Linked DNA regions of Capra hircus: region 2 is linked to region 1. A link is a contact called in public Hi-C data. All regions are on one chromosome and are shown on one strand. Each heading gives the region's core, a stretch centred on a gene start, on an enhancer-like site or on the middle of the called end of the contact. The rest is flanking DNA. Distances are from core to core; before and after follow the strand shown. Region 1 overlaps HMOX2 (heme oxygenase 2). Region 2 overlaps LOC108633883 (a long non-coding RNA gene).

Region 1 (4,627 bases), core at 788-3,287:
CCCCGAACTCCCGCCTCCCCACTCCCAGGAAGCCAGACTCTAGCCCCTGGGACAGGGCCGCAGCTGTCGGCTTCACTGCTATAGCTCCAGGGCCTGGGGAATAACAGGCTCTCCATAAACACTCGCTGAAAACAAATCAAAGGAAAGAAGGCACACGGGAAATGCTGTAAAGCGTACCACCAACAGCAGGCGCCAGTAGACAGCAAGGCACACTCTGCGGTCCACCACCTCAACAGGTTCTAAACTCAGAACAGGGTTAAAAATTTTTGCTTTGAAGGAAGGGTAGATACCAGTTTATCCCATTCTAGCAGCAATTATACTGAGTCCCCAACGCAGGCTGAGGACTTCCCTGCTGGCTCAGTGGTAAAGAGCCCACCTGCAATGCAGGAGCCACAGGAGATGTGGGTTCGATCCCTGGGTCAGGAAGGTCCGCAGAGAAGGGGAGGGCAACCCACTTCCAGTATTCTTGCCTGGAGAACCCCATGGACAAAGGAGCCTGGAGGGCTACAGTCCATGGTGTGGCAAAGAGTCAGACATGACTAAAGCAACTTAGCAAGCAAGCACGCACACAATGCAGGCTGAAAGTGCCATATGGCAGGAAGGAAAACATTCTCAGGAAGGCTCACTTAGCATATCCACCCCACACGGGCTGAGTTTCAGAAAGAGGGCCGCCTGGAGGCCTGGCCACTATTCCTCACGGTAGTGGCTGGGGGGTTGGGTGGGGCAGGGGCCGGGTGGCGGCATTCAGGAGCCACCTTGTATGTCAGAAACAGAATTCACTTCATTCTCTGAAAAGCTACATGGTCAAACTTGGTCAGACTGACTTCTACACTCCAATCCTTTCTCTTTGCAGGAACCACTATAATCCTAGAAAATCAAAGGCCAAATCATGAACACGGAACCTTTCTAGACTGCAATCTCTTGTAATCCGTAAGAAGCTGCCCCACCCTGCACCCGACAAAAACAAAAAGATCCCAGAATAGTCCACTGTGGGAAATATACTTCAAGAAGTATTAACAATAAGTAATCTGTACCAAAATGATAAATAGCTATACTATAACATTTGAAAAAAGTCACTCAGCCTAACAATACAGGGCAGGGCTACTTAAACAGCAGCAAACAATGGAATCCTGGCACCGAGGCAACAAGTTGATGGGCAGTACCCAGGCATGAAAATGTCTGCATCAACTTCTTTGTTTAAAATAAGGGGCTGAGACTTCGCTTTCCAATGCAAGAGGTGTGGGCTCAATCCCTAATCGGGAAGCTAAGATCCCACATACTTCCCAGGCAAAAACCAAAACATACAACAGAAGTAATTGTTAACAAATTCAATAAAGACTAAAAATGGTCCACATCAAAACAAAAAAAATCTAAACAAAAAAAAGACCCCAAACACTGACTAGGACTATGGATAACTGCATATACCAGTGATGGTGGGAAGGGACTTTGGAAAACTATAAATATTTGTTGTTTGTTGGACATTTTAGCCGATTGGCTCCTTCTATGCAAAGTGGCTCAATTCTTTTCAAAGGGGGAGAGGCAGGGGACAAGGGGGAGGGGGACACAGAGACAAACAGGAACAGGACTGGGCGAGCCGTAAGTCTCTGTGCTGCCCCAGCCAGTCACCAGCAGTCCCCCGGCCCTTCACTGTGCTCCTACTAATTCCAGAAACGTCTATCTATAGAGGTCAGGCCCTCTTCTTCTACTTCCCGACAACACCGTGACCCTCTGTTTATAAAATCTGCTTTCACGGCCTCGTAACTCCTGTACTCCTAGCCGTTCACTGATCATGACTGGTTTTCACTCCCACACCTGCTCTGAGAGAAACGGCAACACTGTCCTGATTACCAGTGCTCTCTGGTGCGCCTGGCCCAGCAGATCCAGAACACTCATTTCAAAGCCTCTGCTGTGGTGAATGACAGACTCAAGGCTCTAGGGCGTTTTAAAGAACAGACAAGTTCAAAGATGTTAAGTCCTCCTCTACAAACTCACGTCAGCAAACCTCAGGTCAGTCAGCCTGACTGCCAGACAGAAATGTGATCCCCAATCCCTCCCTCAAAGGCACAATGGGGACTTCAGCTGTCACAATTCTTTTCTTCATGCCCATTCTTTTTCTTTGTCCTGGGAAACCACAACTGGGGAAAGGGGCAGGCTGCGGAATTGGCCAGCACGAGAGAGGGAGGAGGGGGAAGTGAGGCGGCTGGAAACAGCATAGCTCTCCCGCCTACTGGAATCCATGGACACCAACTGCCACAGCGCGCAGGATGGAGGCCCATGACCTGAGGGGGTGCTGGTCTCCTGTGCACAGAGAAGACGGTGCCAGAGGGAAGGTGAGGGGCTGCTCCCTCCCTGCACAAAGGCCTCCACTGGACACGGCAGGCCCTGCCTGCCTCGAGAGGGCTGTGTGAAGCTCAGGGTCCACTCCAGTCTAGAACTAGCATCACAGCCACAAGGGCCATTGTCCTCTTTTCCCTGTTAAGCTGGAAGCATATCCTACAAGACAGAGCAAGACTCCCTCAGACTGAGCTGCTCAGAATCCAACACCATGTTCCAAATCACGTACAGCCCAGTGCCCTGGGGGCCTCCAGATGAGCTGTAATGGATGCTGTTGCATAAATGAAATGCCTACTGATCAGGCTAGCTAAACGAAGAGGGTGGTGAGATAGTGACAATAAGTTATGGATTAAGTTCTAAAATACCAAACAATAAAAATTTTAATTGGGTACTACACCTCTGAGTTAAATGGTATGAAATCTAGTTTTACTTTTCTTCAGCTATGACTCCATCCCTTCCTCCTCTCCTTCTCCCCACCTCCACCCCTCTCTCTGGTGGTCCGTTTTTTTCTAACTACAGACTTGTTTGTAATTCCCGCGCCTCTGAGCTGGCCAAGGCCATTCTCACTCACAGGCCCCAACGGGGCTGGCACCCTCATTGAGTGGCCAGTGCTGTGTTTTTTCCTGTGGCTCCCCCAGAGTTCACTGCTCCCCTCCCAGGGTCTGCCCCGGAATCCCTGCCCCCGGCTGCTCTCCCCGTATCAGGGCTGGGCACTGGCTCCTGACCTCTCCACCAGGCCCAGTCCACATCCACACCCCTCTGCCCAGCAAGGCTGCTGCTCCTCGCCTGCAGGCCTGTGAGGGCAGGCCCTTCAGGGGCTCTGGCTGCTTTTCGTAGCCAGCACCGCAGGTAAGGAGGCCTTTGGCTCCTTCTGTCTTAGGCCTGCCTCTAGTCACTGGTGCAGCTTTCTTCCCACAGCCCATGGATGTGGGGGGTGTGTGTGCGCGTGCGTGTTTTCCACTCTTCTGGCTGAACTAATAGCTTCCATCGCATCCACCTGTTTATGATCTCACCCCACCTACTTACACTGTGATATTCAGGAGGGTCACGGGTAAAAATGATGCCTCACCGCTCACAAAGATCACGTACAACACACATGTCTTCAGCACATAAATATGAGCATGTGCCCCACAAATGTCTTCAGATGATAAACACAGAACAGGAGTCCAGGGTGCTCCCTTTCCTGGCTATAGGAGCTGTTCCTGCTCTATATCCCCTGAAGGCTTTTCACCCCTCTGTTCCTGTTGAACAATCCCATAAACCAGGCCAAGTCAGTTCTTAATGGTGCCACATACTCTTATCAGGCAGGCCTCAGCAGCTATGAAGAAACGGGTTGTTTACCCATCACACACATTCCTTTCTGAGTATTTATGAAAGAAGAATAAATTCTAACATGCTACTTATAAGCCTAACATGATCTGGGGGACAAGCAACGCCAGGGCTCCTGTGGAGGCAGCAGGAGGGAGGAAGCCGGGGGCGGGACCGTGCAGCTCTCAGCCTCCTAACCTCGGGCTCTCTCCACGTTTCACCTGTGAAATGGGATGAACACCTACCCAGCACTCAGTACAAGACTAATGCTACTGCTGCTGCTAAGTCGCTTCAGTCGTGTCCGACTCTGTGCGACCCCAGAGACAGCAGCCCACCAGGCTCCCCCGTCCCTGGGATTCTCCAGGCAAGAACACTGGAGTGGGGTGCCATTTCCTTCTCCAAGACTACTATGAAGATCAAATAGATGATGACCATGAAGCCACTTTACAACAGGTGTCAATGTGCCAGAAGAAACTGCGAATGAGCTGCTTATTAACTTGTCTACCCTGGGAGACGAGACACTTTGGTGAGCTTTTTTCAGACCTTGCTACGACACCAGGCAACTCAACAAGTGGAAGAAGCCCTATTTCTGGATGCACCGTGGAGACAGACTTGCTCTCCTAAGCACTGTTTAAAATCCAGTACTGAGAGGGTAAGCCTCACACTGAGGGCCAGTTTTGCATCCCATCTGGCAAATGGATGTGAAGAGGGGTGCAGCCTGCTTCCTGCAGTAAACGGCCACTTGACCGTCCCTGCGCTGCTCCCAGACCTCAGGGAGGGCTGGAAGTTGGGGGATAGGAGGGAGCTCAGTGAACCTGTCAGTTTACAGAGGTCACTTCCAGACTCCCACTGTTGCTGATTACTGCTAGACCCAGCTCGCCTTCAGGAAGGGAAAGGAAGATGGGCCCTGTCCAAAGGATGAGGTCTTTAGAGTTAGAAAGGTTTGGGCTAGAGTTTCAATGTTTAGTAGTTCCATGGCTAGCGG
Region 2 (4,627 bases), core at 1,056-3,555, 46 kb before region 1:
CTGTCTCTGGTTCTGAATTTTGAGACCAATATTTTAATATTTACTTATTTTTTAAAATTTTTTGCTGCCCGCAGGCTTTCTGTAGATGCTATGCCTTGGCTTCTCACTGCCTGCGGAGCACAGGCTCTAGGTGCTGTGGGCTTCAGTAGTTGCGGTACATGGGCTTAGTTGCCCCTCAGCATGTGGAATCTTCCTGGACCAGGGACTGAACCCATGTCCCCTGCGTTGGCAGGCAGACTCTTTCCCACTGGACCACCAAGGAAGTCCGCGATCCCAATGTTTTAAAAAAACCTCTTTCAATGTAAATCGGCTCTGGCCTAACCCATAGGAAGCTGTGGGCTAAGCACTGATCTGGAATGGTCTGTGGGATTGCAGTGACTCCACCCCTCCTAACCATGTTGGGAGGTCACTCACCTCCCTGAGCCTCAGCTTTCTCATCTCCTCATCTCACCAGGATGAAGGGCCAATGGACAGGGAAAGGGATTTTATTCAGGGACACTGCACAGTAGGTGAAGGTCCAGTGGCTGGGTCACCAGGTAATGGCAAGCTGAACTTCCTCGCCAGGCTGTCTAGGGTGGCATCTTGGCCAGGCCCAGCTTCCTGGTTCTCATTCGAGCTGGGTTCCCAGCCAGGAACATGGGTTCATAAGTGACCATGACTTCCAATCAAACCTTTTTCTGCTTACATAACATGAGTCAGTTTCTATTGCCTGCAACTAAGAACCTCCAACTGGTCTGAAGTGCTCATTTGTGAGGCTGGCTGAACATAAGGAAACTACAAGTGAAACCTGGTGGTGAGGGGCAGCTAGGTGTCCAGGGGAGGCCACAGCCGATCTGAGCCTGCATTTGCTGGGTCTCACGATGCCCCTGATGCAGGAGAGCATGTCCAGTGGGGACCAGGGGCTGCAGGGTCCACGTATCTTCTTGGGGGAGGTAAACCATGAGTGTGCATTTGCACATTGGGTCTTGGACAAGGCACAGTCCAGCTCTCTTAACAGGACCTCAGACAGAGGTTTCCTGGGACGTCAGGGAGGAGCCCAGAGGCCTTCCAGATGCAATCCCCTCCTTGCACCCCGCCAGCCATCCAGCTCACACACTTCATCAAGCCCTACTGATTTTCCTTCCTAAATATCTCCCAGTTCCATCCACTTCCCTCCTTGTCTGTGGCCAGCCCTGCGGTCCTGCGCTTCGGACAAAGACCAAAGGACTTGACATGGTCCCCTTGACCTCCAGGATCTCATGCCTGGTGATCTGAGGTGGAGCTGAAGTAATAATGACATAAATAAAGTGTAAAATAAATGTAATGTGCTTGAATCAGCCCGAAACCATCCCTGACCTACTAACCCGTCCATGGAAAAACTGTCTTCCATGAAACTGGTCCCTGGTGCTAAAAAGGTTGGGGACCACTGGTCCACAGGGTTCAAGGCTGGATTCAAGGTTCTTTCCTTTTTTGCCACACCACGTGGCATGAAGGATCTTAGTTTCCCCACCAAGGACTGAACCTGTGCCCCCTGCAGTAGAAGCGTGGTTAGTCCTAATCACTAAACCACCAGGGAATTCTCCCCCACCCTTACCTCTTTGGCCTCCACACGTAGCAGCTCTCTCTGTTCTCTGATTACAGCACATTAATTTTTTCCTTTTTTTTTCAATTGTGATAAAATACACATAACATTAAACTTAGCATTTTAAGTACACAGTTCCCTGGTGACTCAGCTGGTAAAGAATCTCCCTGCAATGTGGGAGACTTGGGTTCAATCCCTGGGTTGGGAAGATCCCCTGGAGAAGGGAACGGCTACGCACTCCAGTATTCTTGCCTGGAGAATTCCATGGACTACATCGTTCATGGGGGTTGCAGAGAGTCCGACATGACTGAATGACTTTCACTTTCAGTGGCATTAAGTAACTTCACACTGTCGTGTGACCATCATTACCATCATCCGTTTCTAGAACTTTTCTCGTCCTCCCAAATGTAACTCTGTCCCCAGTAAACAATCAAGTGACTCCTCATCCTTTCTTCTCCAGGCCCTGGCAACTATCCTTTTACTTTCTGTATCTGTCAGTCTGAGGATCGAGGTACTTCATACAGTATTTCTTCTTTTGTCGCTGGCTTATTTCACTAAGCATAATGAAGTCCTCAAGGTTTATCCAGACGGTAGCATGTGTCAGAATTTCCTTCCTTATTTTTTAAAAATTAACGAATCAGTTAATTTCTGGCTGTGCTGGGTCTGCAGTGCTTCACAAGCTCTGCTCTAGCTGCAGCGAGCAGGGGCTGCTCTCTGTCGCCGTGGGACGCGGGCGTCTCATTGGGGTGGCTTCTCTTGCTGTGGAGCGCACGCTCCAGGTCCCGCAGCCTTCAGCAGCTGATGCATGTGGGCCCAGAAGGTGTGTCTCAAGGGCTCTAGAGCACGGGCTCAGTAGTTGTGGTGCACAGGCTGAGCTGCTCTGTGGCATTTGGGGTCTTCTTGGATCAGGGATCGAACCTGTATCTCCTGCATTGGCAGTGGATTCTTTACCGCGGAGCCACCAGGCAACACCCTCCTTCCTTCTTAAGGCTGAATAATATTCCACTGTATACGTAAGCCACACATTGCTTATCCACCCATCCCCTGATGGACAACAGACACTTGGGCTGTTTCCATATTTTGGTTATAGTGAATAATGCTGCTGTGACCATAGGCGTATTTGCAATGCCTGTTTAAGTTTCTGCTTTCAATTCTCTTGGGTACATACCCAAAAATGGAGGTGCTGAATCATACAGTAATTGCACGCTTAGTTTTTTGAGGGACTGCCATACTGTGGTACACCGACATCCCCAGCAGCAATACACAAAGGTTCCGATTGCTCTACATCCACACCACAACGTGCTATTTGCTGCTTTTCTGATTATAACCATTCTAATGCTGCTGCTGCTGCTGAGTCGCTTCAGTCATCCCCGACTCTTTGCGACCCCATGGACTGCAGCCTGCCAGGCTCCTCTGTCCATGGGATTCTCCAGGCAGGAATACTGGAGTGGGTTGCCATGCTCTCCCTCCAGGGCATCTTCCCAACCTAGGGATCGAAAGTGCATCTCCTGTGTCTCCTGCATTGGCAAGCGGGTTCTTTACCACTAGAGCCACCTGGGAAGCCCAGCCATTCTAATACGTGAGAGGTAATACCTCATTGTGGTTTTGACTTTATTTCCCTAATGAGCAAACTCAGGGAGATAGTGAAGAACAGGGAAGCCTGGCATGCTGCTGTTCACGGGGTCACAGAGAGTCAGACAGGACTTGGCAACTGAACGACAACAATTAGGGATGCTGAGCATCTGTTCACGTGCATGTTGTTAGCCATCTGTATGCCTTCTTTTACAATATATTTTATTTATTTATTTGGCTGCGGCGGGTCTTAGTTGGGGCACTTAGGCTGTTTGTTGTGTCATGCGGGATCTTTCAAGCGGCACAGACTTTCTAGTTCTGGTGCAAGGGCTCAGTAGCTGTGGCGCATGGCTTAGCTGCTCTGCAGCCTGTGGGATCTTGCTGGGCCAGGGATCAAACCTTTGTCCCCTGCATTGGCAGGCGGACTCCAAACACTGGAAAAGGAACTGGTATCTGAAAAGAAACAGACACTTGAACACCTTATTGCCAAATTCAGACTGAAATTGAAAAAAGTGGAGAAAACCACTAGACCATTCAGGTATGACCTAAATCAAAACACTTATGATTATATAGTGGAAGTGAGAAATAGATTTAAGGGACAAGATCTGATAGATAAGAGTACCTGATGAACTATGGTCTGAGGTTCATGACATTGTACAGGAGACAGGGATCAAGACCATCCCCATGGAAAAGAAATGCAAAAAAGCAAAATGGCTGTCTGGAGAGGCCTTAACAAATAGCTGTGAAAAGAAGAGAAGCGAAAAGCAAAGGAGAAAAGGAAAGATATAAGCATCTGAATGCAGAGTTCCAAAGAATAGCAAGGAGAGATAAGAAAGTCTTCCTCAGTGATCAATGCAAACAAATAGAGGAAAACAACAGAATGGGAAAGACGAGAGATCTCTTCAAGAAAATTAGAGATACCAAGGGGACATTTTGTGCAAAGATGGGCTCGATAAAGGACAGAAATGGTATGGACCTAACAGAAGTAGAAGATATTAAGAAGAGGTGGCAAGAATACACGGAAGAACTGTACAAAAAAGATCTTCACGACCAAGATAATCACGATGGTATGATCACTCATCTAGAGCCAGATATCCTGGAATGTGAAGTCAAGTGGGCCTTAGAAAGCATCACTACGAACAAAGCTAGTGGAGGTGATGGAATTCCAGTTGAGCTCTTTCAAATCCTGAAAGATGATGCTGTGAAAGTGCTGCACTCAATATGCCAGCAAATTTGGAAAACTCAGCAGTGGCCACAGGACTGGAAAAGGTCAGTTTTCATTCCAATCCCAAAGAAAGGCAATGCTAAAGAATGCTCAAACTACCACACAACTGCACTCATCTCACATGCTAGCAAAGTAATGCTCAAAATTCTCCAAGCCAGGCTTCAGCAATACGTGAACTGTGAACTTCTGGATGTGCAAGCTGGTTTTAGAAAAGGCAGAGGAACCAGAGATCAAATTGCCAACATCCGCTGGATCATGGAAAAAGCAAG

Evidence for each region. A called contact is a pair of places that touch in the nucleus more often than the background predicts.
Region 2: a contact with region 1 is called in a Hi-C map of blood, with 2.4 times the contacts expected there. The contact joins two enhancer-like sites. A contact is called at or near these places in 2 of 5 Hi-C or Micro-C datasets (blood and liver).

The regions. Positions count from the first base shown.
Region 1 is chr25:3,559,116-3,563,742 of ARS1.2, reverse strand. The region is part of intron 1 of HMOX2 (heme oxygenase 2); the gene reads right to left. Among named protein-coding and RNA genes, the nearest start is that of HMOX2, 19 kb to the right of the region's middle. Within about 2 kb of position 2,037, at least 4 of the 5 cell types and tissues checked have an H3K27ac peak or open chromatin away from gene starts, as enhancers often do.
Region 2 is chr25:3,605,814-3,610,440 of ARS1.2, reverse strand. It overlaps LOC108633883 (a long non-coding RNA gene), which reads right to left. Exons shown (of 4, transcript XR_001917244.1): 4 at 3,265-3,586. Among named protein-coding and RNA genes, the nearest start is that of C25H16orf96, 9.2 kb to the left of the region's middle. Within about 2 kb of position 2,305, at least 1 of the 5 cell types and tissues checked has an H3K27ac peak or open chromatin away from gene starts, as enhancers often do.